Regions from separate parts of the Mus musculus genome. Here regions 1, 2 and 3 are each linked to region 4. A link is a contact called in public HiChIP or PLAC-seq and promoter capture Hi-C data. All regions are on one chromosome and are shown on one strand. Each heading gives the region's core, a stretch centred on a gene start, on an enhancer-like site or on the middle of the called end of the contact. The rest is flanking DNA. Distances are from core to core; before and after follow the strand shown. Region 1 holds the start of Tcf3 (transcription factor 3). Region 2 holds the start of Uqcr11 (ubiquinol-cytochrome c reductase, complex III subunit XI). Region 3 holds the start of Onecut3 (one cut domain, family member 3). Region 4 holds the start of Abca7 (ATP-binding cassette, sub-family A (ABC1), member 7).

The links. Promoter capture Hi-C pulls out the DNA fragments that hold promoters and counts their contacts. HiChIP or PLAC-seq counts read pairs in DNA pulled down with a chosen protein or histone mark. Capture Hi-C pulls out chosen DNA fragments and counts their contacts.
Region 1: a contact with region 4 is called in a FOXA1 HiChIP or PLAC-seq map of pancreatic cancer cells. The contact joins the promoter of Tcf3 here to the promoter of Abca7 in region 4. A contact is called at or near these places in 1 of 39 promoter capture datasets (the C10 cell line), 1 of 484 Hi-C or Micro-C datasets (CD4 T cells) and 2 of 115 datasets of contacts at active chromatin or transcription factors (embryonic forebrain and pancreatic cancer cells).
Region 2: a contact with region 4 is called in a promoter capture Hi-C map of liver, with 2.3 times the contacts expected there. The contact joins the promoter of Uqcr11 here to the promoter of Abca7 in region 4. A contact is called at or near these places in 6 of 39 promoter capture datasets (the C10 cell line, embryonic stem cells, fetal liver and 2 more), 1 of 15 datasets of contacts at CTCF or cohesin (the NIH/3T3 cell line), 4 of 484 Hi-C or Micro-C datasets (CD4 T cells, CD8 T cells, cardiomyocytes and 1 more), 5 of 115 datasets of contacts at active chromatin or transcription factors (bone marrow-derived macrophages, effector CD8 T cells, embryonic stem cells and 2 more) and 2 of 9 other capture datasets (liver and pancreatic islet).
Region 3: a promoter capture Hi-C map of liver shows a contact between it and region 4, with 2.5 times the contacts expected there. The contact joins the promoter of Onecut3 here to the promoter of Abca7 in region 4. A contact is called at or near these places in 3 of 39 promoter capture datasets (embryonic stem cells, liver and second pharyngeal arch cranial neural crest) and 1 of 115 datasets of contacts at active chromatin or transcription factors (memory CD8 T cells).

What each region holds. Positions count from the first base shown.
Region 1 is chr10:80,430,483-80,437,799 of GRCm38.p6, reverse strand. It overlaps Tcf3 (transcription factor 3), which reads left to right and starts at 4,165. Exons shown (of 19, transcript NM_001164149.2): 1 at 4,165-4,480; 2 at 6,732-6,863. The coding sequence starts at 6,789.
Region 2 is chr10:80,405,060-80,411,508 of GRCm38.p6, reverse strand. Uqcr11 (ubiquinol-cytochrome c reductase, complex III subunit XI) reads left to right here and starts at 4,688. Exons shown (of 3, transcript NM_025650.2): 1 at 4,688-4,813. The coding sequence starts at 4,764. It overlaps Tcf3 (transcription factor 3), which reads left to right. Exons shown (of 19, transcript NM_001164149.2): 19 at 1,235-1,968. The coding sequence ends at 1,377.
Region 3 is chr10:80,491,009-80,497,673 of GRCm38.p6, reverse strand. Onecut3 (one cut domain, family member 3) reads right to left here and starts at 2,768. Exons shown (of 2, transcript NM_139226.3): 1 at 1,484-2,768. The coding sequence starts at 2,666.
Region 4 is chr10:79,991,412-79,998,133 of GRCm38.p6, reverse strand. Abca7 (ATP-binding cassette, sub-family A (ABC1), member 7) reads right to left here and starts at 1,640. Exons shown (of 47, transcript NM_001347081.2): 1 at 1,546-1,640; 2 at 454-526; 3 at 272-365; 4 at 1-120. The coding sequence starts at 519. It overlaps Cnn2 (calponin 2), which reads right to left. Exons shown (of 7, transcript NM_007725.2): 2 at 6,653-6,722; 3 at 5,795-5,861; 4 at 5,554-5,691; 5 at 4,804-4,920; 6 at 4,560-4,706; 7 at 2,734-3,783. The coding sequence ends at 3,520.

The sequences.
Region 1 (7,317 bases), core at 2,916-5,415, 440 kb before region 4:
GCCATCTATATAACTTCAGTTCCAGGGCATCTGATGTTCTGATGTCTTCTTTAGCTTCTGAGGACTCTTACAAGCACTTGTGTACATACAAACACACACACACACACACACACACACACACACACACACACACACAAATAAGCCTGTGAGAGAGAGAGAGAGAGAGAATGGATGCCAGGTGGTGGTGGCATATGCCTTTAGTCTCAGCACCTCTGGAGGCAGAGGCAGGCAAATCTCTGAGTTTGAGGCCAGCCTGGTCTATAGAGTAAGTCCTAGAACAGCCAAGGCTACACAGAGAAACCCTGTCTTGGGGAAAGAAAGAAAGAAAGAAAGAAAGAAAGAAAGAAAGAAAGAAAGAAAGAAGAAGAAGAGGAGGAGGAAGAGGAAGAGGAGGAGGAGGAGAAGAAGAAGAGGAAGAAGAAGAGGAAGAGGAAGAGGAAGAAGAAGAAGAAGAAGAAGAAGAAGAAGAAGAAGAAGAAGAAGAAGAAGAAGAAGAAGAAGAAGAAGAAGAATGGGACTCAGGGCTGGGACTCAGTGCACAGAGCTAGGACGCCCAAAGCTCTGGGTCCCATTCCCAGCACCACATATGTCACTCGTGGGAGTGCATAACATCTGTTATCTTAGCTTCCTGAAAGTGAGGTGGGAAGTTCAGAAGTTCCAAGTCATTCTTCGCTACTTAGTGAATTCAACGCCAGTCTGTGCTACATGAGATTCTTTATAAAACAAAAGGAAAAAAAAGGAGAGAAAACCCAAAAAACTCTGAGATTTGACTTGGTGCAAGGCTTGTCCTATGTTGGGGATCGGCTTTAATAATGGCTACTCCGCGTGTTCATCCACCTTTCTCCCAGCCCTCTTAGCCAAGGACACAAATCCCAAGCTCGAAATCCCTGCTCCCCATTTCCTCTTCGTCCAGAGCCTCAAGGCAACCAACTCACACAGGGTCTCCTGCTCCCACCTAGCACTGAAGGCAGCTCCGACTACCCCACGATGAGCTTTCAGCCATTTGTTAAATCCACTTCGTTCCTCACCTGCTCTTGGCTCACGAGACCCCCCCATCCCACCCCCACCGCGGGACAAGTCCAAGGTGGAAAAGCCCAATGCCAAACCATCTTTCACCGCCTACACTAAGAGATGGGGCTGAAATCCTCAGAACGAACTGCTGGAGTTTGCCGGGACCTAAGACCTTTGTACTTCACTATGTCTGTTGCTCAACACCTACTTCTGGTGATGGAGCCCAGGTCCAAGCCCATAAAAGTCCTCAACCCCTCACTAGGGATTCTAGGCGGGGCTCCACCTCTGACCACGCCTCCAGCCCCCTCACTGGGGGATTCTAGGTGAGGCTCCGCCTCTGACCACGCCCCCAGCCCCCTCACTGGGGGATTCTAGGCAGGGTGCCACGCATGAGGTATCTCCCTGCCTTCCTTTTAGCTTTTCTGACAGTAAGTTTTCCAGGGCGCCCTGAACTTGCAATCCTTCTACCTCAGTTTCCCCAGTAGTGGCAATGATGGACGTGTGGAGGCCCAGCTTTCCATCCTTCTATGTCTGCCCGCCTTTCTGTGGGAATTCATCCTTGGTCCTGTTGCTTTATACTCCTGCAAAAGTGGCTATAGGTTCCAGGTTGTGAGCACAATCCCAATGGCTGAGAGACAGGTTCTGTGGCCGGTGGACGGGTTCCCCCAGCACCCACAGCAGAACAAAAGGCACAGTCAGGAGGGCGGGGGTGGGCAGGCCGTGGGCCGCTCCAAAGGGGCCCTGGCTCCAGCCCCTGGCAGCTTGTCCTCATGCCAGGGCACACCCAAGCCTCAGGGCTGGGCAGAGGTGACAGCAGAGAGAGGACTCCCCACTGTTGGCTGTTCCACCCGGTGACTCAGCCCCAAGATGGGCCTCCTGGGGGAAAACAATGGTGGTTTGTGAGTGCCTAGAGAGCCTCCCTGCAGGTGTGTGGCTCCGGTGTGGGAGTGAGGTGAATGGGGGAGCCCTCAGAACCTCAGTCTCTTTCTCTGTACAATGGACTCACTTTTTGGAAAATACCTGACAGCTCCTGGTTGGAAAGAGTACATTCAGGACAGATGAAGGAGGGGGCTCTCTGGTGAGCCTTCTCGCTTTGGATGACAAGCCTAGAGGTGCTGCAACCACCAGGTTGCCACCAAACGTTGCCCAGTGAACTACATGCTGCATCCCCACATGGTGGGCAAACACTCAACTCTATGGGTCCAGGGTTGGGCCACAGGAAAGACCTAGGTTTCAAGGACAGAGATTCAATCCGGATACCCAAGTCCTTCAACAGGATCATAGAAGGACTGACCAGGCAGAGACTTGTGGAGTGACACCCGTGTGCCCATGACTGCGCCCTCTCATTTTCCTTATAGGTAAACTGAGTCTCAGATTGTACCAAGAACCTGCCCAAAGGCTCTGAGATATGGGGGAAGCAAAAAGGACCGGAAGTAGGGACCAGTTCCAAGGATAAAGGACTGGAGCGGTAGCTGGGGTGGTAGATCGCTTAGTTAGGATATATGAAGCACTACATTTCTTCCCACCACCACATAACCAGGTGTGGTAGCTACCATCTTAGTACTAGCTGGGAGGTAGGGGATACCAACAGGAGTTCAGGGTCAACCTTGGCTACATAGGAAGTTGGAGGCCAGCCTGGGCTACATGAGACCTTTTCTCAATTCTCTACCCCTGCCAACTCCAAAAAGTCAGAACCTAGAGGTGCGATTCACACCAGGCCCTTCCTGTGTGATGCTGGGGGCATGTCCTTGATCTCTGACTGAAGGTGAGGGAGAGGGAGCAGGCAGCTACACTAGGGATCCTCTTTGCTGCCTGACCTGGACACCCACTGTGCCATGCACCTTTCTGCTGTGTTCATTGGGCTGTGAGCCCCAGTGAGCTGTGAAGACTGAGCAGAAGCTAGGCGCGAGGGACATATTGTCTCTACAACCCTCAGGGAGAGGCAGGGTCTCACTGGACAGCCTTAGCTGGCTGGCTTGCAACTTGCTTTATATAACCGGCTAGCCTCAAACTCAAACAAAGAGCTCCTCCTGCCTCCCAAGAGCTGGGATTAAAGGCATGGGCCACCACACCTGGCCTCATTATGTGTTTTTCTTTTTTAAATTTATTTTATCATATATTATATCCCAATCTCAGTTTACCCTCTCTCCTCTCAGTACCCCTCCCGCCCTCGTTGTTTCGTTGTTCTTTCTTTCTTTCTTTCTTTCTTTCTTTCTTTCTTTCTTTCTTTCTTTCTTTCGAGACAGTGATTCTTGGATAGCCTTGGCTATCCTGGAACTCACTCTGTAGACCAGGATGGCCTTGAACTCACAGAGATCTGCTTGCCTCTGTCTCCCCAGTGCTGGGATTAAAGTGCCGCCACCTCCTGGCATTTTTTATTATATGCACCACGAAACACCTATTTTCAAAAGACGGAAAAGTTGACCAATGTGGAGGTCCTTCAGCAAGAGAGAGAATGATCCATCGTTTCCTAGCCTCTCATTAAGGATCTGATATCCCATCCCGACTTTGATATACCCGCTCGAACACATAACACCCAGAGCCCATCCTAGAAACTCAAATAGAACCCACTTGACGTGGCGGCGCCGGCGGGCATAAGAACCCGAAAATAAAATCTCAAACCCCGCCCTTCCACCGCCTTCCCGTTGAGTTTCTCGCGGCCTCTTGCTCTGAGAATCCCGCCTCTGCTGTAGGGCGGGAACGCAGATGATACTTCGCAATAAATGGTTTGAGTTCTGCCAATCTAACCTCTCCACCTTCCCATTGGTTATTTGTAGCGGTCCTTATCTTTCAATCTAATGGTCCTTCCCGCTTGCGTCAAGGACGCTTCGCTCAGTGCGTGTATACCGCCGCGTAGGAAGATAGTTCCTAAGTCTTTCCCTCGGTTTGATAGAGACTATCTCTGCCGGAAGTACTTTAGTATTAGATACGGGTTGATTCTTGGTGTCATGGTAATCTTTGTGGGTGTTCTGGCAGTGACTGTTGTGAGGTGGTGTATGTTACTATCGCCTCAAGAGGTAGTGGAGGGATCTGTGTATCCGGTCGGGGCGCGGCTGCAGCGACTTAGGGGAGGTGGCTTTTGGCGACAGTGGGCGTGGTCACTTGGGGGCGTGGCTTCCGCGGGCGGCGCGGGGCGGGGTGGGGGGGCGGAACATGTCTCCCGCCGCAGGAAGATGAGGCAGCGCCGGCGGCTGCGGGCGTAGCGGGCCACCGCGGGCCACCGCCGCGCGCCGCCGCCTCTGCTACAGTCCCTTCCCGCGGGGCCTGCTCTGAGAGAAGCTCGAGAGAGACCAGGCGACGCGAACGCGAGTGGGGAGGAGGAAGGACGCGCGACCCCGAGCCCTGCGCGCTCCCGCCGCCCACGCGCGACCCTCGGGGACGCGCCCGCCACCCTTTTGTCCCCGGGGTCCCCGAGGGCGGTGGGCAGCAGGGAGCCCCGGTGCACCCGGTGCATGCCCCCGCCCAGCAGGTGAGCGCACGCGGAGGGGCCCCGGACGCGCGCGTGGGGCTCACGGGGACGCGCGCACGGTGGGGACCCCCCCCCTCTGCTTAGTGCATGAGAAAAAAAAAGTTGCCTCTGGGTCTCTCTCGGGTCCGCGGGGAGGCTAGGGCTGGGGTGAGCCCCCGGGGGAGTGTGCACGCGTCCCCCTTGCACAGGGCCCCGGGCCCGGCGGCGCATTGTTCTCTGTCTTCAACTTTGCGCGCCTGGAGAGGGGGGCGACGTGGAGGGGACGCGCGCACTTGAGAGCAAACTTTGCCCAGGCCTCTTTTGTGACGGTTCTCTGTGGACGGTCACCCAACTTCATCAGATAGGAATTCTCCAACTCGTGGGGATCTTAGGGGAGGTGTTCCCTTTCCATCTGCCCTTAGAGAGGGGGTCCTCCTGATCGGAGCTGGAGTTTGGAGGGAAGAGAGAGGGCCACCTCCTCATTCCATTAGCTAGTGGTTCCACAACTCGTGGTTATCTTAGGGGAGGTGTCCCCTTATCACCCACCTTCACCTCTTCACTTGAGGTGTCCCCTTGATCCTAGTGGAGTTTGGAAGGCTGAGGATTATATCGCACTCCACAATTTAGAGTTCCTAATTCTTGGGGATTTTGTGGGAGGTGTCCCTTTCCAACCCACCCCCACCCAGGGAAGTCTCCAAATCTCCATCCAAACTGGAATTTGGAAGGAAGAGTGAACCCAATATCTTCACCTCGTTAACTTGGGGTTCCCCAACTCCTGGAGATCTTGGAAGACCCCCCCTGCCACTTAAGGATGCCCCCCCCCCGATTTAAACTGGAGTTTGGAGGAAAGAGAGCAAGTCCTTTTGTCTGCTACAAGAAAGGGATCTCTGGGTACAGAGAAGGAGGGGAGACACAGGGACCCCGAGATGGGAACATCTGCTCTGTGTTAATGTGGGGCGCGGCACAGCTCAGGGTTTGGGACACGATGGTGGCCTCTGCGAGCCTCAGAACTTCCAACCTTCCTCCTCCCGCAGTGGCTGCTGGAATGGGGGAGGGAGGAGAAGGGGGGGGTCATCCCCAATTCTGCTTCCCTACCCCCAATCCAAGATGACCCAGGTTGTCCCATTCCTCCCCTCCCAAGAGTGTTTGTGGCACCCGCCCCCACTGGAGCAGTGTTTCACCTCTCCTGGGGTTACCCAGAAAAATCGGTTTCAAATACCCCACAAAAAAAGTGTGGTTTCGTACAACTTAGAAGAAGAAGAAAAGAGTCAGTTTCACACATCCTCCAAAAAGGATGAAAAAAAAAAAAGACAAAAAGCAGTGGGGGCGGGGTGCCCGAGGTGCCTGTTTCACACCCTGTGTGAGTTGACAAACAAAAGAGTTGGGGTTCCTGAGCTTCTGGACGTGGGTCTTCCCTCAACCCCAGAATCGCCTTCCCCAGCCTGTGGCTTCCGGATCCCTGCTGCCCTAGCTCCTTTCTGGGGAACACTGGAAAAAAAAGTTAATGGTTTAACTGCGTGCTGGCCCCTCAGTCTTTCCTGGGGTGGGTGGATTGGGCCTGGCAGGTGGAACCCCTCCCCCACTGGTGGAGCAGAGCCCCTGGGACCTGAGGGGAATCCCAGGTCTTGGGGACCTCCCCCCCCCCCCCCGGTGATGTTGGTAAAAGGATGTTTTTAAACTTGACTGGGAATAATTCCCGGATATATCCTGACAATAAGAGGCCCACTTGGTTTGAGTGTTTTGTTTTGTTTTAATTTTGTTTTGTTTTTTAGCTTTCTTGAATGAGGTTGGGTTTTGGGGGTGAGAGGGAGAAGTTGTGGGTCCCAGGGATAACACCTCTTCCACCCACTAGAGCCTTGAGGTTCACAGTTTGTTTTGCTTTGGATTTGGGGTGACCAGGGTCTTGGGTATTCTGTGACAGCTGCTGCATGGGAAGGTTCCACCAAGTTTATTTGGAGGAGGCAGAGCCTGGGCCACCCCTTTCTTCCTGGACAGGGCCCATAGACAGTCCCCCCCCCACCCCTTTAAAATGCAATTTGACACTCTGGTGGGCCTCTGGGAATTGGGAGATTTCATATGTGTACCCCTTCTCTCCATTGTTCAAGCTACTCATTTGCTCATGAGAAGGATCTACAGAGGATCCCCCCAGAACCCAGGCTCCTGCCTCTTCCTTCAGGACCCCCATTGACCCCAGGGCCTCACTTCTAATGCCCACTTGTCCACGCTCTCAGTCCCTCTGTTTCTCCCCTTCTGTCCCCTGGTGTCACCACAGGGCTGTCTCTAGATCTGGGGGACGCACCCCAGTTCCAACACCTGCTGTCCTGGGTGGATGATGAACCAGTCTCAGAGAATGGCACCCGTGGGCTCTGACAAGGAACTGAGTGACCTCCTGGACTTCAGCATGGTGAGCTAGCGCCCCCCCCCCCCCCCCGCCCCTCAGTGCCTACCCACCCCACCACTCCTGGCCTGGAAGGTAGGGTTGAAGTGGGAGTGTCTGCCAGTAGGAGTGGAGCCCCCAGCTTGCAAGAGTGGGGGAAATCTCAGAGGAAATGGAGCCCCCTACCGTAGGCCTGGTGACATCCACCAAAGAAGTGCTCCCACCTGGCACCTCACCAGTGAGGAGAAGAACGGAGCCCAGAGAGAGGGAAGGGCTGTTCAGAGCTGTGGTTGTTCCCCAGTGTTCACTGCAGAAGTGCCTGTGGGGGCTGGTGGCCTTGAGTTAGAAAAGTGACCATCGAAGTTACAGGCTGTGAGAATGAAGTCCCAAGCTGTTCTGACACGTGCTGGGGCCTTAGAGAAGGAAGCCACCAACCCCCTGTACCGCTGGTGACTTACCCTCCTCAGTCTGGGTGCTCTGC
Region 2 (6,449 bases), core at 3,439-5,938, 410 kb before region 4:
CATGCAGTTTCTAAAGGGAAGGAAAAGGCCCTCTGGGCACACAGCCTTTGGTGCCCACATGCAGTTTGGTCTGTGCGCTTGTCCTGAGGTCTGGGGCCACTGCCACCACCTAGGATCTGATAGGTTCAAGGGTGGCCTGAGACAGGAGTAGCGAGGGGCATGGTGCTGGGCTTCAGCTGGATAGCAGAAGGCTCAGCACAAGAGAGGCCTGGCTCAGTCTGCGACCACAGACAGTGACAGCATTACCCTTGAGTTTGGTCATTTGGAGTCACTGTCATGAGTGTCCATCACAGTGGAGGACATAAGTCCCTGGACCTATGAGTCGACCCTCCTGGCCCAGCCAGGGTGACTGGCTCTGGGGTGTGGGGCTCAGGCCCAGCTGGGGTGCAGGACTTGGGCCCAAGTGCTGTTTGCGTCCATGAGCTCTGGCTCAGGGGCCAAGCTTCAGCTTCTGCCTTATATAGGGCAGTACAGCCCTGAATCTATTACCCAAGCCATGAGCAGGGACAGCAAGAAACTAGTCAGCAAAGACAGGGACAACTGAGGCCCCGCTGCCCTCTAAGGCTCTGCCTCCCTCTGTACATGCTGGGAGACAGTGAGGCCTTTGTCCTTCCCAGAGTAACCACCTGGCCTCCCGGAGACATGGTCTAAGGACACACATACAGGCAGATGCCCATAGGGGTGTGTCACCTGCACAAGGCACAGTTGTCCACACTGCAGAGCTGCTATCACTGTGCACATTGGCTGCCACCCACGACACCCATTACAGCACCACACCACTGCCACCAAGTCACCCATGACACCCTTTCTACCCTCACACATTACATACACATAGCACGCAGTGGCCCGGCCCCCGCTGACGGAGGCTCGGTGCTGTGACCCAGCAGTACAGATGAGGTGCTGTCCCTGGAGGAGAAGGACCTGAGGGACCGGGAGAGGCGTATGGCCAATAACGCTCGGGAGCGGGTGCGCGTGCGGGACATTAACGAGGCCTTCCGGGAGCTGGGCCGCATGTGCCAGCTGCACCTCAAGTCGGATAAGGCGCAGACCAAGCTGCTCATCCTGCAGCAGGCGGTGCAGGTCATCCTGGGCCTGGAGCAGCAGGTGCGAGGTAGGCTGCGCCCGCCCCGTCTGTTCCATCCTGCTGGCCAGGGCAGCCTCGGCACAGCCCCGCCCCTCTCTGACCCCACCTGAGGACCGTCTCCCACTGCTCTCTCCTTCCCCACTCCCCCAGAACGCAACCTGAACCCCAAAGCAGCCTGCTTGAAGCGGAGGGAGGAGGAGAAGGTGTCTGGCGTGGTCGGGGACCCACAGCTGGCCCTGTCAGCCGCCCACCCGGGCCTGGGTGAGGCCCACAACCCAGCCGGGCACCTGTGAGCCGTCACAGCTTCTTCGTTGGACCAGGGACCACCATATCTCTGCCCGGGGTGCATCAGGACGGTTCTGGATGAGACAGGTCTCCATCGAAGCATGAGCAGAGAGAGGGCTCTGGGGACACTTCAGGGCCTGGGGAGGGTGGCACTGAACAGCTCCCTGCTTGGCCCCAGTGACCAAGCAGAAAAGTTCCTTCCTCTCGGTTAACCAGAACTGGAAACAAAGCAGCATGCTCCCTTTTCAAAAAGGAAAGAAAGATGCCTTAACTATGTAAGACGGAAGAGTCGGACCGTGCCCTGGCAGGGCGGCCTGGGACTGGCTTCTACTTCAGAGCCACCAGCACATCGTGCCTAAGCATTTTTCGTTTTTTTAAAGGAGAATAAAGGAACATTAGTTTTCAGATTTTTTTTTTAAATGTAGACAAAAGTTAGCAAGAACGAGGCCTTCCGTGTCTTTTTTTTTTCCCTTAGCTTTTTTTTCCGTATGTTTTGTAAGCAACAAATTTTTGTATAAAAGTCTCATGTCTGTTTCTGTTTCTAGAATTTATCGTCATATTTCATGGTCTACAAGGTTATTAAAGTAGCATTCAAAAGACCCAGTGTTGATCTAAGGGTCACCCCTACCCTGAGGCCTGGCACAAGATCTAGATGCTTGCCCCTTCCTCTTCCCATGAACATGAACCCAAGGCCTGTCTGTGCCAGGCATGTGCTCCTTGGCTAAACCATGCCCTCCTCATGTGAAGTGGGCCGTCCTCATGGTCCTCAATACTTGGGTGTCATGCATTAGGGGACCTCTAAAGAAAAGTTGCTAGAATAAGGTGTGTGTGTGTGTGTGTGTGTAAGGATATTAGAATGGCTTACAGGCCATGACCTGGGTATTCTCAACAGCGACAAAGCGACTGTCTCCAAGAATACTGTAGCTATTCAGTGTGCCAGCAGTCCCAATTCAGTGCTGGAGTCCTGTAGGATTCCTAGGGGATGCTGGTCTTGGGTCTGCACTGGAATCCTGAAGAACAGGGTTCTGACACCAGTGAGGGCAAGCAGGCAAAAAGCAAAAGCATTCTCCTTCCATGCCCTCTTATGTGGGCTACCACCGGAAGGTGTGGCCCAGGTTTAGGGGGTCCCAGCACAAGCGTCCCCTACAGGTGTGCCCAGCAGGTTGGGTGAGTTGATTCCAGCTGTAAAGCTGGGTCAGCAGACACATCACACAAGCCTATGCTCCCACAGCTGCCTCCTACATTCTCATCTGTACACTGGTCCTTGGGTCCCCTCCCAAGTATTGTCCCCTTGTTTCAGATCCCAGTGGCATCCTAGTCTCTTGGTAGGATAATGGTGAGACCACCAGGACACACCACAACACTGTTCATGCCTGTTCCATGCTGACCTCTGTCCCCACAAGTTACACTTCCTGAAACACCTCAAAAGCCTCTAGTGAGGAAGATTTTGTTCGGAACCATGGTAACGCCTTGTTATGGCAAATAATCTGTTTACCACTTTGGCTCGGGAACCTGCCACTTCTGGAAGCCATGGGAGGAACAGCTGGAATGAATACAAGACTGCCTTGCCTTATCTCTGCTTTAGTGGCAAACAGGCAGGAGAGTGTGGGATCACCCAGACTTCAGGCTTTTGGGAAGCAATTGACCTGTCTTGGGCCCAAGTGGCTGTGAGTCCCTATGCCCGGGGGTGCATGGCCACCCTCTGACAGTCTCCATCTCCCTGATCTAGACTTACAGAAGTGTAGCTACATCTCTATGAAGTTGGGTCCTCAGGCAACTTACCACTGAGGCCCTCTGCCTTATGACCTTTTTTAAGGTTGCACTGTGTGTGTTTGGCCTGTAGCTTGCCATGCTGGCAAGGCTGGTATTAACTCAGCTCCAGGTCTGTCAGTCTCCCCAGTCCTAAGCATTAAACACGTGGCCACCATACCCAGCTTTGCTTTTTTTAAAGTTTATGGGATGTTTTGTCTGTATATTTATCTGTGCACCACGTGTGTGCAGGCTCTGATGTCAAAAGAGGGCATCAGATCTCCCAGAAATGGAGCTACAAGGGGCTGGGTGCTGCCATGTGGGTGCTGGAAACCAAACCCAACATGAATGAACAGGCAGTGCTCCTAGCCGTACCTGAGACAGGCTTTTGGCTGAACCTGGAGGTGACCAGAGTAGTTCAGCCTTTGGATCCCGTGTCTGTCATCCTATGTTGACAGGGGTTACAAGTGTGGGCCACCACACATGGTTTATGTGGTCCTCATGCTATATGACACACACTTTACCCACTGAACTGTCTCTTCAGCCTGATATCCTTTTGTGTCAACCAGAGGACATGGTCTCCTGAGGGCAAAGAATTTTCCTTGCTCCACAATCCTAAGGGCATGGAACCCCCAACCTAGTAATAAGGCCCGCCCCTGATGTAGCAACTCTGTGGTCTGGTTCTTGGCTAAGGTCAGTGGCATAACTGAACCTACATACATTGGGCCTGTGGGGTCCAGGGCTCCGCAGACACCCATATGCCAGTCGCTGACCATTCAAAAGTGAGGCTGAAGTAACAAGGGACAGACCTTCTATCTAGGCTCCTTCCGGAGGGATGTGTATCTGAGGATGTGCCCGCCTTCTTTCTGCCAGTCAGGGGTGCAGTTAGTGGGTTAGCTGAGTAGTTAAAATGTGCCTGTTCTGGGAGATCAGGCAAAGCAGGGACTTAAGCAGAGAGGGTAACCAATGAGAGTCAGCCTGTGCACCAAAGGTGTCCCATTGCAAAAATCCAAGCAAATGGAGGTTAAGAGGGCACTTGCCATTTGACTGGAGTCCCTCAGCGACTCACCGACAACTTCAAATGTATTCAAAGGTGTGGCCCAACTCGAGCCTTTCCCCTTCAGGGTCTGTGCTCAAGTTCCTCTGGTTTAAATTGATCAAAGATAGGGCTGTGGCTCAGTGGGACGAACGCTCCTCTAGCGTGTCCAAGGCTCTGGGGTCCAGTCCCAGCACTCCCTGTCTACCCCAGGCTTACACTTTAGGAGGTGGAGGCAGGAGTCTGAGGAATTCACGGCCAGCCCTGAATATAGGAGACCCCCATATCAAAAACACCTAAGTATGTGTATTATTAAAGTTATTATCAGATTAGTACTACGTGGTCAAAGTCACACACACTCTCCCCACCCCATCCCCGGTGTTCCAGTGTGCATGGAGCTACTGCTGGGATCCACTGCAACCACAGAACCAGGACAGAAGCGGATCAGTAACGTCTTTCTCTCCTCCCCGGAAGTAGATGTCAATGTCTTCGGCGCCACCCCCGGAAAAGGTGGAGCGATCGCCTTCACGCATGCGCTATACGTCTGCACATGCGTAGTGCTCCAGGGCAGCGGAACGGGGTGACCCTGAGTATTGAGACCCTGCAGCGATGCTGAGCAGGTTTCTAGGCCCGCGCTACCGGGAACTGGCCAGAAACTGGTGAGGAGGTCACCCGCCATTCCACCGTGTGCTCTGGGGACTGGGGAAACCTGAGGCTGTAACAGGCAGAGTATTGCGGGACACAGTGCAGGTGGAAGCTCCGAGGTTAAGCTGCAATCGCCTTCGTTCGGTGTCTGAGGTGCTCCAAGCCTGGGTTTCCCCAGCTTGACCTGGGTAGCCTTGTGTGCGGCTCTGGGTGGGTACCCTGGACTCCTACGGCTCGGAACTCCGACGTGCAGCCTGGCGACTTGCAGCCTTTGGCTTTGATTTTGCAGTCTTTCGTGTACTTCGTTTTTTCGTTTAAACAGTGTTTTTGTAACCCCAAGTTGGTCTGGAACTCCCACCAATCATCCTGCCTCACACTTCTTGAACGCTAGAATAGCGGGCACCCACCCTCACCTGAATGTTTTCTTTGCATGCGTGTCTGTGTACCGTATACGTGCCCAGTATCCAGGTAGGCGAGAAGAGGCCATCGGCTCCCCTGGTACTAGAGCTAGAAATGGTTATGAAGCATGTGGGTGCTGGAAATTGAACCTGGGATCTCTGGGAAAAGGGCCATCTTCTCCAGTTTAATTTTTATTAATAGTTTATTTCCAATTATATGTATATGTGTGGGTTTGTGTGCGTGTAGTACATAGAACCGGTACTACACGCACAGGTGCCGGAAGTCTCCAGAAGATGGTGCTCAGGGTCCATCCACAGCGCCACACAGGGGTTGTCACAGCACTGGGGGTAGAGGGGTGGGGTGGTGGCAGGCAAGAGCCAGGAGTTTATGGCCATCCTCTGATACATAGTGAATTCCAGGTCGGGGTAGGGTACATTGAACCCTGTCTCCATGAATGATGAATGAATGAGTATAGCTATACCATGACTGACCCTTCTGGGTAGGCTGTATGGTATTAGTGGCCGCAGCGGAGGGTGGCATGGATCAGACAGAAGACACCTGCTGGGAGGCCAGGGAGAGGGCTCACCTGTGGGAGATTCCGTTTGTGTGTGAGGCTTGGAGGTGACACTCTGGGTGTCTTAGCAGGGGACAGAGGAGGTAAGGTTCTGGCACTGTTGCTCAGTGGCTGGTATCTTGGTGCTCTGTGTAGTTCAGATTCATGGGCTGTCTACAAACTGTCCACATGGTCCCACTGGGCATAACCAAACAGAGCAGTATCCACATGGTCCCACTGGGCATAACCAAACAGAGCAGCGGATGAACTTTGCCCCCAGTAGCCTGGTCCTGCTGCCCAGGGAAGGGTCTTCTGATGAATCAGCCCCAACTCCCACTCACCTGAGACAAGAATCTCACTGACATCCAGTCCTCGGAAGCCAAGTGCCAGCTGTCACGGTCACATATGCGATGTAACAGGAGTTTACAAGTTTACCACAGTATGTTGCCCATCGTGATAGTGCATGCCTGTAATCCAAAGGCTTGGGAGGCTGAGGCAGGAGGATCACAGGTTCTAGGTGTGCTTAAGTTGCATATTGAGTCTTGTCTCAAAAAACTCTAGGCAAAAAGTAATAATGGCTGTGCTGAGAGTCAAGGACTCAGGCACAGCTCGGCCAAGCTCAGCCAGGCTCAGTTCCCAACCCGTGCCTCGAGCACTCTCCTAGTTTTACTTTCATGTAGGTCTCATGGAACCGGGGC
Region 3 (6,665 bases), core at 1,519-4,018, 500 kb before region 4:
CCTTGTGTCCCTCACTAGCAACAGGGCTCTTCAGATAAACCTGTGTGTGTGTTTATCCTAATGTCTTCCAGTGCCACCTGCCCACCCCCCAGGAATGCATGGCCCCAAAAGCCCAAAGACAGGGCGCATCTCATCACTGAGTTATCCCACTAAAGACTCCAGAGGAAGGGGAAACTAAAGTGGGTCTGTGTGTGTGCCAGCCTGCACAGTGGGCTTAGAATCCACAGATAGAGCAAGTAGCACAGGCTCCAACCAAACCCACGTCTATCTACCCCCCCGCTACGCCCAGGGGCCCCTGCTTCTCTGCACCCCACACAGGCTTGTAGTGTGGTCTGAGGGGTACAGTCAACCCAGTTCTCAGCTCCTGCCTTAGGGGCGCCTCTCTTGAGTCCCGGCTGCCCCGCCCCTCTCTGTGTTTGTATGCAGAGGGATCGATGAGGCTCTGGAAACCGCTATTGTCCCTGGAACGGGGTGCACAGCCCCCTCCCCACTACGCCATAGAAAAAACGCTCTGCCCAGACCACCGGCCTCCTGACACCCCTTCCCAATCACGGAGGATGTAGGGTCTATGGCACACCCCCACATTCCTCGCTGGGGTGGGAGGGGACAGGTTAGACCAAAGGAGGAGACAACGGGTCCCCCAGGGGCTGGCTCGCATGCTTCTGTGTGTGGGAGAGACTCAGGCAAGGCGCAAGAGAAGAAAAGAATAAAGAGAGACTGGACTGGGTACCGAAGAGGCAGCTCGAAGAGAGGGACAGCAATTTGTCCCCGTGGAGAGAAGTAGAAAGGGGGGACAGGAAAACAGGAGGGAGTGAGGCCCTGGGAGCCACGGGGGGGGGGGGGTGTGAAGGCCTCTGGTGGATGCCACTGAGCCCAGGGTCCCAAGGGCTGCCCCTCCCCCAATCTCAAATGACCTTTGCCAACGGCCAGAGGGGGGAGGGATGGGGGACTAGCGGATCGATCGTCGGCAGAGGCTGAGCTGCATAGGAAGAGAGCTCGGTGGTGGTGGTGGTGCTGGGGCTGGGGGCAGAGCGGTGGCCAGGCCTTGGCTGAGTCTAGTCAGCACCTAGAGCTTTGTGACTGGGTGGAGAGAGGGCGCCTTTGGTCCCTCTTGCAGGATGTTTGGGGACGAGGGGAGTGGCACCTCTGATCGCAGGGGATCGTGAACCCAAGGAACGTGCTACAGACGCGCGCATACACGCGCACACACGGAGCCACGCGAGGGCTGTTTTAGTTTAGCACCCTATGTCTACATCAGCCTCAAAGACACTAGACACCCTACACAGTCCCTAAAAGAATAGGGACGGAAACAATAATTGTATTTGCCCTCTTTCTATTAGTGACACTCGGCGATGCAGACCCCGGGTCAGCCTCAGAGGCTACAGTTTCCCCCCTCTAGGCTGGCAGGACGCACTAGCCAAGGTCCTTCATCCTGTGCCAACCATGTCCCCCAGGATCGAGCCTCAGGGGCCCTTGTCCCTACCTGCCAGGCGCAGCGCCGACATGCGCTGGAACTCCGGCTCCTGCAGCCACTTCCACATCCTGCGGAAGGTCTCGCGGCCGGATTTGAGCTTGCTCCAGGGCTTCGGGTTGCGCAGCAGGTCGGAGAGCGTGCCCTGCGAGCGGCACAGGATGCGCTGCGCGAAGATGGCCTGCGGGATGCTGTAGCGCTTCAGCTCGGCGGTGATGCGCTGGGCCACCTCTTTGGTGTTGATCTCTTCGGCTGCAGCGCCGGCTCCCGGGCCGCCGCTGCCGCCGCCAGCGCCACCGCCCCCTCCGGGGCCACCGCCGCCTGAGTGAGGCCCGTGCGCCCCGGCCGCAGCCAGCCCGCCCAGCGGAGCCAGCAAACCCGCGGCCGCCCCGCCGGCCGCCCCGCCGCCTCCCGCGCCGCCGCCGCCTCCAGGCAGCCCTCGGGCCAGCGCGTCCTCTGCGCGCCCCAGAAGCGCCGCGTGTGGCTCGAAGGCGGCAGGTGGCAGTAGTTTGTCCCCGGCCAGGTGGCCCGGAGCCCCGTAAGCGGCGAGCGGTGGCGGCGGCGGCGGCTGCGGGGCGCTGTGCAGAGCGGGGGGCAGCGCGCTGGGCAGCGGCGACAGTGGCGACCCCATGGTGGGCAGCTCCTTGCCATAAGGCCCGTAGAGGTGGCCCACCGAGGCCAGCGCCGCCCGCTCGTCGCGCATGAGGGTGAAGCTGCCGCTCACGCTGGCCGCCAGGCGCTGCGGAGGGGGCGGTGGCGGCGCGGTGGCCGGGTGAGGGTGAGCGTGTGGATGGCCTCCGTGCGCCCCAGCCACCGCGTGCTGGTGGAACTTATCGGCCACGGCGGCCAGCGGCGGCAGGTGCTGCAAGGGCGTGAGCGTGGTGTAGGTGCCACCCAAACCTGGGGCCTCGCACGCCATACCCATGGCCGGGTGCAGGGGGCCAGCCAGCTCCCCACGGAAGTCAGGGCCACCACCCGCGGCCCCTGCAGCCCCCGCGCCCCCGGCGCCCCCGCCCCCGGCGCCACCACCGTCCAGCAGGCTAGCCATGCCGGCCACCAGGCCTGGGCGCCCCGATGCCACTAGGCTTCGGTGTTGGGCCGCGGCGGAGCGCGCGTGGCCCGGGCTCAGCAGCTCGCCGGCTTGCGCGTGTGTCACCCCGTGCAGCCCCCCGAGGCTCTCCAAGCTCAACTCCATCCTGGGTGTCCTCTTCGTGTGTGCTCAAGGCCGCAGCATGGTCCCCACGCACTGGCCGACGCTCCTGGTGGCGGCGGCTGCTACTGTCCCGCTTGTTCAGTGCTCTCGCTCGGCTTCGGCTGCTGCGAGCAGCGGCCACCAGGATGTGGCGGGGCGGCCGCCGCCGGCGCCCCGGCCCGGGTCTGACGTCAGCGCCCCCGCCCATCGCTCCGCCTGCACCCGCCAAACCCCTTGGAGCACCAGGCTGGCTTCTTGGGTCTCCCCATTCTCCTTGCCCTGAGAAGAACCTGAGGGATTGGGGTGGGGGACCGCTAGTCCTGGCTCTGTGTGAGTGTGAGTGAGTGTGTGTGTGTGTTCTCATATCAGCGTCTTTGATTCTCTGTCCTGTACATTCCCCCTTCTGCCCCTACCCGCCCCCAGTTCCTGAAGTGTGGCTACAAACGCCCCCCAACTCTGTTGACACTCTCAGAAAGATGGGCTGTTTTCCCCGTATGCACACAAAGATTTCAAAACCTCTTTTGGGATGAAGTGGGGCTATTAGTAGGTCCCCAGAACAATCACACATTGGCCTCAAGCACAAGGAAAAGCAGGCATTTGGGCATTTGGGCCTCTGTTTCTTCAATTGTGCAATGTAATTGCCCTGCAGAAATCTTTCTTAACAGGGACTTTAGTGGTTTTTAGGCCCAGGATTGGGAAGACAGAGGCAGGTGGATCGTTAATTTGGAGGCTAGCCTGGTCTATGTAGCAAGTTCCAGTCAGGCAAGGGCTTTATAGTGAGTCTTTGCATCAAAGCAAACATAAATTCCTCCAAGGTCCGGTGTAGTGGCACATGCCTTTAATCTCGGCACTTGGGAGGCAGAGGCAGGTGGATTTCTGAGTTCAAGGTCAGCCTGGTCTACAGAACTGGATTCAAGGACAGTCAGGGCTACACATGGAAAAGATGACAGAGAGGGGGGGAAGAGAGAGGGGAAAATTCCTCCTAAGTCCCGTGTAATTGGCTACTTCCTGTCCCCAATATCTCTGGGGTCTAAGGATGTCTTGTCTGAGACTGGTCATCTCTAGACCAGCTTGGGTTTGGGGTTTTTTTTTTTTTTTCAGACTGAGATAGCTAGCCTAGGATCTCTCTCTCTCTCTCTCTCTCTCTCTCTCTCTCTCTCTCTCTCTCTCTCTCTCTCTCTCCCTTTCCCACCTGCAGACAGTGAAGGGGGACAGAAGGGGTACATGGATGGCACCCTACAGGCACAAAGCACCTGGGAACAAGACCCCTTGGGTTTGTGGAGAAGAGATTACCGATTACCAGGGTGGCCATGCCAGACTCTGGGGGGACCTTGTGTTAGGAGGGTGTCTTCACTCAGCCTCAGCCCCTGCCTCCCTTGCCCTGCTCACTGCCAGGGAGGGTTATTGGCATTTGTTCTGGAGCTTGAGTCACCCATGGGCTCTGACGCTCACTCAAGGGATGCCCCCACCAATGGCTTGGGCTATCAGGCTGGAAACAAAGCAAACCAAGAATCTGATGTCCACAGTGCACTGGCTGTGTGACAGGCGTGGTGGTCCATGCCCGGGGCTGCACAGATCCTTTTCTGTTCCTCATTTTCCCCTTTCATGCTGCCCCCCCCCCCCCAGAGAAGAGGATCTTGGAGGAAAGTGAGTGGCATTGTATATGAGCCATTAAGGGGGGGGGTACACAGAGGTCCCTCTCCCAAATCCTTGGGTGGACAGGGCTGAAGGGACTGTTTCAATGTGAACAAGTCAGCATTTATTAAGCTCCAGCTGTTTAACAGTCCTAGAGAGGGAAGAGATCCAGAGCCTATCACTTCTTGCCTGTTGCCATCTTGGTCTCCTGGTTGGGGGTGGGGGTGGGGATAGTGGGGAGTAAAGACTGCAGAGGGGGCCATTAGGGTGAAGCTTGCAGGAGTGGGTACTTTTACCCATCCATCTCCCCCAAGGGGCAGAAGCCTTGGGGTCTTCTGATTTGGGGAGCCTGGACAATTTGGGGCCACAGCCATCTTCCAGATAGAGGAACTGAGGCACACAGAGTGTCTGTTGCACCACTGGGGTTTCCTCCCCAGTGACAAAGAGCTGGGGACAGTTGCTATGGCCAGGATCAGAGTCAAGTCTGCAGTCCCCAAGTCTATCCTACAACATCACAGATAATTAAAAATAATCGTGGGGTGTGGAAATCAATCCACCACCGTCAACCGATAGCATTCAGAGCTCTAGAAAGCAAAGAGCTACAGGGGTTGACTGGGTGTTTAAAAACAGAAAAACAAAAGATGACCATAAACCCTTTCAAATACCAGCCACCCCGGGATTCCTGGGCAGAGGGTTGGGATGATGCAGTCCCCTGCCTTCATTTTTTTTGTTTCAAATGATATCTATAGCCCCCCTCCCCCATGAGCGGAGAATCCATTTTGAAGAAAAAGAGAGGAAGCTGGGGGCTTTGAGATGAGGGGACTCCCTTTTCTCTTGAACAAGAGCAACCTCAGGTGCCACACACTCCCTTGCAGACTGTCCAGACTTAGACAGGGCTTCTCCCGGCATGTGCAGCCTGTGCTTGAGTCTTCTGGGCATGAAGAGCTGGATCTCCACGAGGTCTGCGGTCCCACTGAGAGATGGAGTAAAAACCTAGGGGTCCCTAGGAAACGGACTGTGCCCCCTGAGCCCCAAGAACTGGCCTCCCCCACTTTAGTAATTAGTGAAATAGAATTGAGCGGGGCCACGGGCGAACCGGTGACTGGGGCCAGATCGATCTTGGGTCATTAGCAAATTGAGGGTGGAGGAGGGGTGAGCTGGAGTGGGGCAGGGCATCCCCCATATTTATCCCCGTGGGGACCTAGGCCAACTCAGAGAACCTCTCAGTCGACCTCAGTATCCCCTCTGGGAAAATCAGGGATGGAGTCCAGGAGCCCCTTGGCTGCCTCTGGGGTCTCCAAACGTGCTGGGCTGCGCCTGGCTAATATTCTCCGTCTCTGTGCTAAGCCCACATTTGAGAGAAATCTGAGGCCCAGTTAACCTGAGGGCTGTGAGGGTCGGGATAGCAAGTACAAGCGACAGCGACGTTGGGGACCTGCACGGGCTTCGCAGGAACCCTCAGTCGCCTTCATCCACCCCAGAAGCGCCCTGAAGGCGGGGCTGGAACAGATTACCCCCCCACCCCCCCCCACCCCCCCCCCCCCCGCTCTGGCCCTCCGCCAGTTTGACCTCACCAATGTCCTCGTTTTCGCTTCTCATTTTAGCTAAAAAAATTGATTTGGGGTCTTTAGATGCTTAAAGCTGTTCCTTTGAGGCGGGTGCACCCTAGCCTCTCCCGACAGGCCACTGTTTATTGCCCACCGAAATGAGAGTTTTAAGTCAAGTCCTTTCTTCTCGCCGGTGGGTGGGGTGGGGTGGTGGTGGTTCATAGAAATTCTAGCGACTGCTACCTTCATTCCAGCCTCCCCCAAATCTGCAGGCGCCACAGATCTGAATTCGCCACATCCCACAGCTTCCAGTTCTCCCCTGGTAGACAGAGAAGCGGTGTCCAGCTTGGGTAGTCCCAGGGGTCTCTGTCGGGTGTGGGGTTGCAGGAGAGTACGCCGCACCCCGAGATGCCTGCACGGCCCCGGGCCTGTGACTGCTTCGCTCCTGGCAGCTCCGCGGGGCTGTTCCGCGACAGTTGTGCCCGATCGATCCCCGACGGCCCCGCGTCTCCATCGAATCCCCATCGCTCTGGGCCGCGCGCTGCGCAAACACCCGCTTGTTTGCAGCGGGCCGCGGGGCCTGCGTGAGCACCAGCAAGGATGTCGGGCGTCACTGCACCCTCGACCGCTCAAGTTCCAGGGCGCAATGAGAGGAAGGAACTCCAACAGCCCACTACCCTGTCCTGATTCGGTTTCCTGCCCTGAGAGCAGCCACTCACTCTGGCTGGGGGACCCCAGAGTAGGGAGGGTCCACTGCTGTTCTCTAAGCCACCTGCTGCGCCCTTCCTTGCCTTTTTGCCGTTCCTCCCCCTCCTCCTCT
Region 4 (6,722 bases), core at 391-2,890:
GGACCCCAGGCTTCTCGCCAGGCGTTGGGTGCTGGAAGCAGGAGTTGTTTACGTTGCAGACAAGGCCCTGCAGCCAGGGCACCGTGCCCGCCGATGGTAATGGCTTGTTTGGAAAGTGGCCTGGAGCGGGGAGACATCTGCTCATAGTCGCCCTCACTTCTATTATCAGCTCATTAAATGATATGGCCACCCGCCACACCCAGCTCAGACCCCAGCGCCAAGCAGGGCGGGAGAGGCTTGTCACTGTCCCACCACACACACAGCGGCTCACATTCGTGATGCTCCAGAGGGGGGTGGGAGTGACGGACAGCCACTAGGATGAAGAAGAGGAAGAGGGGCCAAAGCAACTCCACTAGTAGTTGGATCTGGGGAGAGAATGGGTAGGAGACTTTGGGGGGCCGTGATGGACACCTGCCATCGCCCCCCCCCCGACCTGCAAACCCCGGGCGTTACCGGTTGTCTCCGTCGATAGGTGTAATTTTTCCACAGCAGAAGCATCAGCTGTGTGCCTAAGGCCATGATGACTCTGGACCGGAAACAGCGGAGAGGACAGGACAAAGAAAAGGCTGAGAGTGAGCTGTGTGGCTCCAGACAAATGTCTGCGGGTCTCTGATCCTCATCCTTCCGAACATCGGGCTGAGCCTCAATAAATCTCCCGCAAAGAGCCCGGCAAACAAGGCACCATAGAAAGAAATTCACTAGGGAAGTGACCAATGGGAACCCGGCGCGCAGCCGTCCTCGTAGCTGATTGGCTGGAAGGGCTATCGATGAAGGCTGGGGTCTGGAAGACCCTGTTTGCATTCTTAGGGGGCGGAGCTTGGGTTTAAAGCTTGGGGCTTGGGGCTCGGGGCTCCACGGTCAGCCTCATACCAGACCGGGGTCTCGGTTCCGTTCGCCCCAGGTGGCCCCCGGTGAGACCCGGAGTCTGTGTCATTTGCAGCTGGCCTTCTATTTTTTAAGAGATGGGAACTGAGGCTCAAAAAGGGGCAAAGTCACGCTCCCAAGGAAACCAGAGAAGAAGGAGGGCCCGCCCTCCGGAGTCAAAAGGAGGGTACAGAAGACCGCCGGCTAGGAGGAGTCAGGGACAGGCTCCTTGAGCACGCCATTCCTGATTTCGTTATTTTATTTCCCCCCGGAACTGTATGCCTGTGGCCTGCTTCATGATACCGATAGGGAAACTGAGGCTGACAGAGAGGGAAATTGCCAAAGTTTAACCATCTACATGGAAATTGGCGGCTTCCACTCGGGGACTTTTTTCTTTCATAAAGTGAAATTTGAGATCTGGGGGGTGGGGGGTGACAGGCCTCATTTGGAAAGTGGGACACTGGAGGTGTAGGTTGGCAGAGGTCCCTCGAGGTGACCAGATGACCGCTGTGAGGATCGGTGGTCCATTTTTCCCACACTCCCCGGAAGGATAAGGAAGGGCAAGGGAGAGTAGGCACCTGGAACCCCAAATTATCAGGGAACGTGGCTCAGCCCACCCTCACCCCACAGCATCCCCAGATCTCCAGGCTCCACCTTCCACCCTCTCGGGGATTTTCTCACCGTTCTGAGGCCCCCAAACTCCATCCACTTTCGCTCCTCTCGGCCTCGGCGGGGGAGCGCGGCCCCTTTAAGTGGAGCCCCGCTCAATTGCGGACGACGCCCTTCGCAACCCGGTGCCCTAAGGAGCACCCAGCCCCGCCCCCTAACGCTACTATTGGATATTGCACCTGCTACTCAGGCGACTTTGCCATTGGAGGAGGCGGGACCACAGCCCGCCTCTCCGAGCCGGGTTTCTTAAAGGGACAACAGGATTCCTGCTGCATCAGTTTGGCTTCACTGGGACACGACAAAGAGGGGGACAACGGGTCACCTGTGAGTTCACATCTTGAAATGGCAGCTCCCCACAGCAAGACATTCCTGTCTCCTCTCCCCAAGGACTCCTTTTTAAAAATACTTTTTAATTTTGAGAGTGGCTCACACTGCTGTGGTAGGCCTGGAAATCACTGCTTAGACCAGGCTGGTCTCACAGAGATCCGCCTGCCTCTGCCTCCTGAGTGCTGGGATTAAAGGCGTGTGCCACCACAAGTAACCTTTGTTTTTAAATTTAATTAATTTGCTTATTAGGGTAGGACACATGCATGCATGGCATATCTGTGGAGGTCAGAGGACCATTTCCTGGAGTCTATTCTTGCCTACCATGATGTGGGACCTCAGGCAAAGACCAAGTTTAGGTCGGAAGGTTTGCACAAGGTCTTTGTATCCTGTGCCATCTCCTGCCACCAGCCAGAATTGTACCACAGCCTCTGTGAGCTCATCTCCAAAGTAGAGCTTCAAGGACCTGCACATTCATTTTAGCAACATCCTCTGGTCTAGACAATTTCAGAATCAGGTGGCAGCCCAATATCCTAAGATTAGAATCAATAGTTGCCTGGATTGTAGGCAAGATTCTCAGATGTCTCCTACTCTGGAAAAAAAAAACTGGTTTATTTCACAAAGCATAGAGGGAGATGGGTGTAGATCACCCTGGCAAGCGTGAGTTAGGGGGCCTTAGAAGTTGGGGTTTTGCAGATGCATAGGAGTTCGAAGGAAGCTGGTGAGGGAGACTCAGCCTCTTTCTCCACCCTAGCCCCGATCTATCTCACATCATTCATTCAACTGTGTCTGTTTCTCGCCTTCTCCCTAACTTTTGTGCAGGGCTTGCACCTTGCTTCTAGACAGCGCCCCCTCCATCACGGCCAAACTCAGGAATGTACTTTACTCTTAGAAACAGAGGTTTTTATTGTTTTTGTTTTTGTTTTGTTTTTGTTTTTTTTTTTGTTTTTTTGGTCCACACAGGGAATTTCACATTTTCTGGCAGTGCAGGGGCCCGTGTGGGTCATGTGTGGCCCCTTCCGAGGCCCAGACTCTAGCACACCTAATCAGGGCCTGCACAGGGGCAGGGAAGCCTTCAAACACCAGAGGAGTGAGGGAGGGCTGCAGGCGTTGGGGTCACATCTGGCTTGCCTCAGTTTCCCCACGGGGCACAGGAGGGTGAAGTCTGAGAGTCGTGGGAAAGCAAACTTAGTCCCTCAGAATGCCTGCAGTATTTTAAAGCCTAGTGTACTCCAATACTTTTGAGGCAAAACCCCCACAAAACCCCTTGTTTTCTTTCATTGAAACTGCCTGTAATTTCCCCGGGTTCACAAACCACAAACTGATGTGAAAGAGATGAAGAAACAGGAAGCCCATTGGGGCCAGCCTCTCCCACAGCCCACTGGGAAACGCACAGCCTCACTGTCCCACCAAGGACACCCATGTCCCCTGTCTGGTGGGTCAATCCTGGGAAGGAAGCGAGGCATGGTGGGTGAGGAAGGAGCATAGATAGCACAGATCTGTCATCCCAGCCCTTAGGAAGCTGAGGCAGGAGGATTGCAGTGAGTTCCAGGCCAGAGAGAGATACAAAGAGATGACCAGTTTCCAAACACAAAACACAATGAAAACCCCAAAGCCCACACAGGGCTGCTGATGCAGTGGGGGAGCTGGCATGCTGGGTGCTCAGTAGCCAGCTTCCTCCTGGCAGTAGGCCAGGTACTCTGGGGCCTCGCCTTGGCCGTCACCCGCAGGAGCCCCGTCAGCTGCAGAGCCCTGTGGGCAATACTTGGGATCGTAGATCTGCCGCCCCAGTCCGAAGACCTGACCGCTCTGGTTGGCGCCCTGCGTGTAGCCCATCTGCAGGGACATGGAAGAGTTGTCGCACTTGTCGGTGCCCAGCTTGGTGTCATAGATGTGCCTCCGGGTCCCTGGAGCTGTCATGCCCACCTGGAGACAGGGGAGAAGGTAAGTGGGGCTCAGAAGAAGAGCAGCTAATCCCCTCAGTGTACTCCCTGTAACTCTCTACAGGGCTTCCAAAGCTTAGACTAAACCCTTTTGTTTCTTTAAGGCTTGATCTTGGACTAGAGAGATGGCTCCGTGGTTAAGAGCACTGACTGCTCTTCCAGAGGTCCTGAGTTCAATTCCCAGCAACCACATGGTGGCTGACAACCATCTGTAATGGGATCTGATGCCCTCTTCTGGTGTGCCTAAAGACAGCTGCAGTGTACGTATATAAATAAAAATAAATAAATCTTAAAAAAAAAAAGACTTAGTCTCATGTAGCACAGGCTAGCCTCAAACTCATTCTGCAGTTGAGGATGGCTCTGGACTCCTGCTCCTCTGCTACTTTCTGAGGATGACAAGCTCATGCCCAGTTTATGCCGTGCTGAGTCAGGAGAGCTGCCAAGAGCTCCAGGCTACCCTTGGCTACATAGTCAGGCCCTGGCTCAAACCCAGCCTCTGCACAAAAACAAAAGGAAATACAACTTTTTGTCCCAAAGCACCAACCTCCCACTATCTCCTTCTGAGGTCCCCAAAACCTCAGTGACACACCCATTCAACTTAACAAAAAGGTTAGAGTATCAGGTGGGGTTATGCACAGAGTACGGCTGTCACTTCTGTAAGCATGCACAGTGAGGAAGAACCAGAGTTGAGGCTGAGGTGGGGGGTCACAGCCGGGGTGCCAGGGTGCAGGGGCACAGGGGCGCCGGGGCAGGACCCACCTGGCTGGCACACTTGTTGGTGCCCATCTGGAGGCTGATGGTGCAGTGGTCCATGGGAGGCAGGATATGGTTCTTGGGGTCATAGAGATGTCTCCTGGTACCATAGGCTGTCATGCCAGACTGGCTGGCACACTTGTTGGTGCCCATCTGCAGGGGGCAGTAGGGGATTAGGGTGCTGTCGGCAGGCTCCAAACCTTCCTTGGAGCTCAAGGGGTCAGGGCCCTGTCCAGGCTCTGGGACTGACCTGCAGCCCGATGACGCACTGGCCGGCCTTCATGGTGGCGTCGTCAAAGTTCCTCTCCTGTTTCTCCGAATACTTAACTCCAATGTCCACACCACTCTGCAGCCCCTTGGTCTTGGCCTGGATGGGAGGGGGGTGGTGAAGGGAGCTGTCAGTGGATACAACCCTGCCCCTCAGGTGTCTGGCCCTGCCCTCAAACCTCCAAGTCCACTATAGGGACTTCTCACCACCTCCCAAACTCCTTGTTGAAACGTGGTAGACTCTAGACAGCAAATTTTCCTTACTCCCCACTTCTGGCATCAGGTGAAGTGACTTTTTGTTTGTTTATTTATTCTATGTATATGAGTATACTATAGCTGTCCTCAGACCCACCAGAAGAGGGCATCAGATCCCATTACAGATGGTTGTGAGCTACCATGTGGTTGCTGGGAATTGAACTCAGGACCCCTGGAAGAGCAGACTTGAACCGCTGAGCCATCTCTCCAGTCTGTTCGTTCGTTCGTTTGTTTGTTTGTTTGTTTGTTTGTTTGTTTTGACACAGGGTCTCACTATGGAGCCCTGGCTGTCCTGGAACTTGCTCTGTAGACCAGGCTGGCCTCGAACTGAGAGATTCACCTCCTCTGCCTCCCCAGTGCTGGGACTAAAGGTGTGGGCCACCTTGCCAGGCCAGAGTGACCTGTGTGGGCCTGGTTCCTTACTCACTGACACCAGCCTTCTCACTGTGTGGCACTAGGCTGCCCACCCGGACCTCACCTTTCCAGCCAGTGCAAGCAGAGACACTTGCACCTGTGTCATGTTCCCGCTCTCGAACAGGTCATTGGCCTCAAACAGGTCCACAGGGTTCATGCCGTAGCTGACCATGGCCTTGATGAAGTTGGAGAGATTTTCTAGCTGGGAGAAGGCAAGGGAAAGGTGGTGAAGCTGGGATCACAACTACACACGGGCTGGGCAGGCCGTGTCCCCTGCTCTCCCAGCTGCTCGTCAGCCCCCTCACCTGGTGCCAGTTCTGCATAGAGCGGTTGATTTTAGGGACGGAGCCTGGCTGCAGCTTGTTCATGAGTCTGGGAAGAGATGACCCAGGACCTTCTATTGGTTTCCTGACCTCAGCAAGCTTATGCCTTTCCAGGAAACCTCAATGCCTCCACCCAGCCTCAGTTTCCCTTCACCCACCACGCAAACAACACTGCTGCTGCTAGATGCTAGGAATGTAATCTTAAGCCGTGGAGTTTTGAGGAAATCTGAGAACTTTGAATATAATTTTTTTCACATGCACAATTGTGGAATATCCAAATATGTGCATATTTGCAAGATGGAGAAATTTCCAGAAGCATTATCTACTGAAGCAGGAAAAAGAAACGTACAGTAGGAATGCTAAGAGCTAGGGTGTTCAGAGAAAGCAAAAAAAGCAAAGAAACGTCAGACCGAACAGAGATGTGACTGGAAACCAAGCAAAACAGCAAGAAAAGGCACGGAGGGGCCGGTCAGAGGGCTCAGGGCTTAAGGGTGCTAGCTGTTTGCTGCTCAAGGACCTGGGATCAGTTCCCAGCACCCATGTCAGAACGGCCAGCTCCAGAGGACTGGAGCGCCCTCTTATGGCCTCTGAGGAAAGTGCAATCATGTGCACACAGATGGGGTGGGGTTGGGCAGGAAAAACAGACACAAATAAAAATGAAGTAGACCCTAAATAATACAATTTAAAAAGACAACACAGTGAGCAAAGAGAATGAACAATAAAAGAGAGATCATGCAATAAGACAAGAAAAAAAAAAAAAACCAGAAACATACAACATACAGCAGCCATGCATTGAGGAGCGCTCAGGGGCGATGCCCTTGTGCGCTGATAAACACTCACGTGCATAGGATAACCCCATCTTTCAGACCCTTCTGGAAGTCAGGGCCAATGGAGAGGCCCGTGAGTCCCT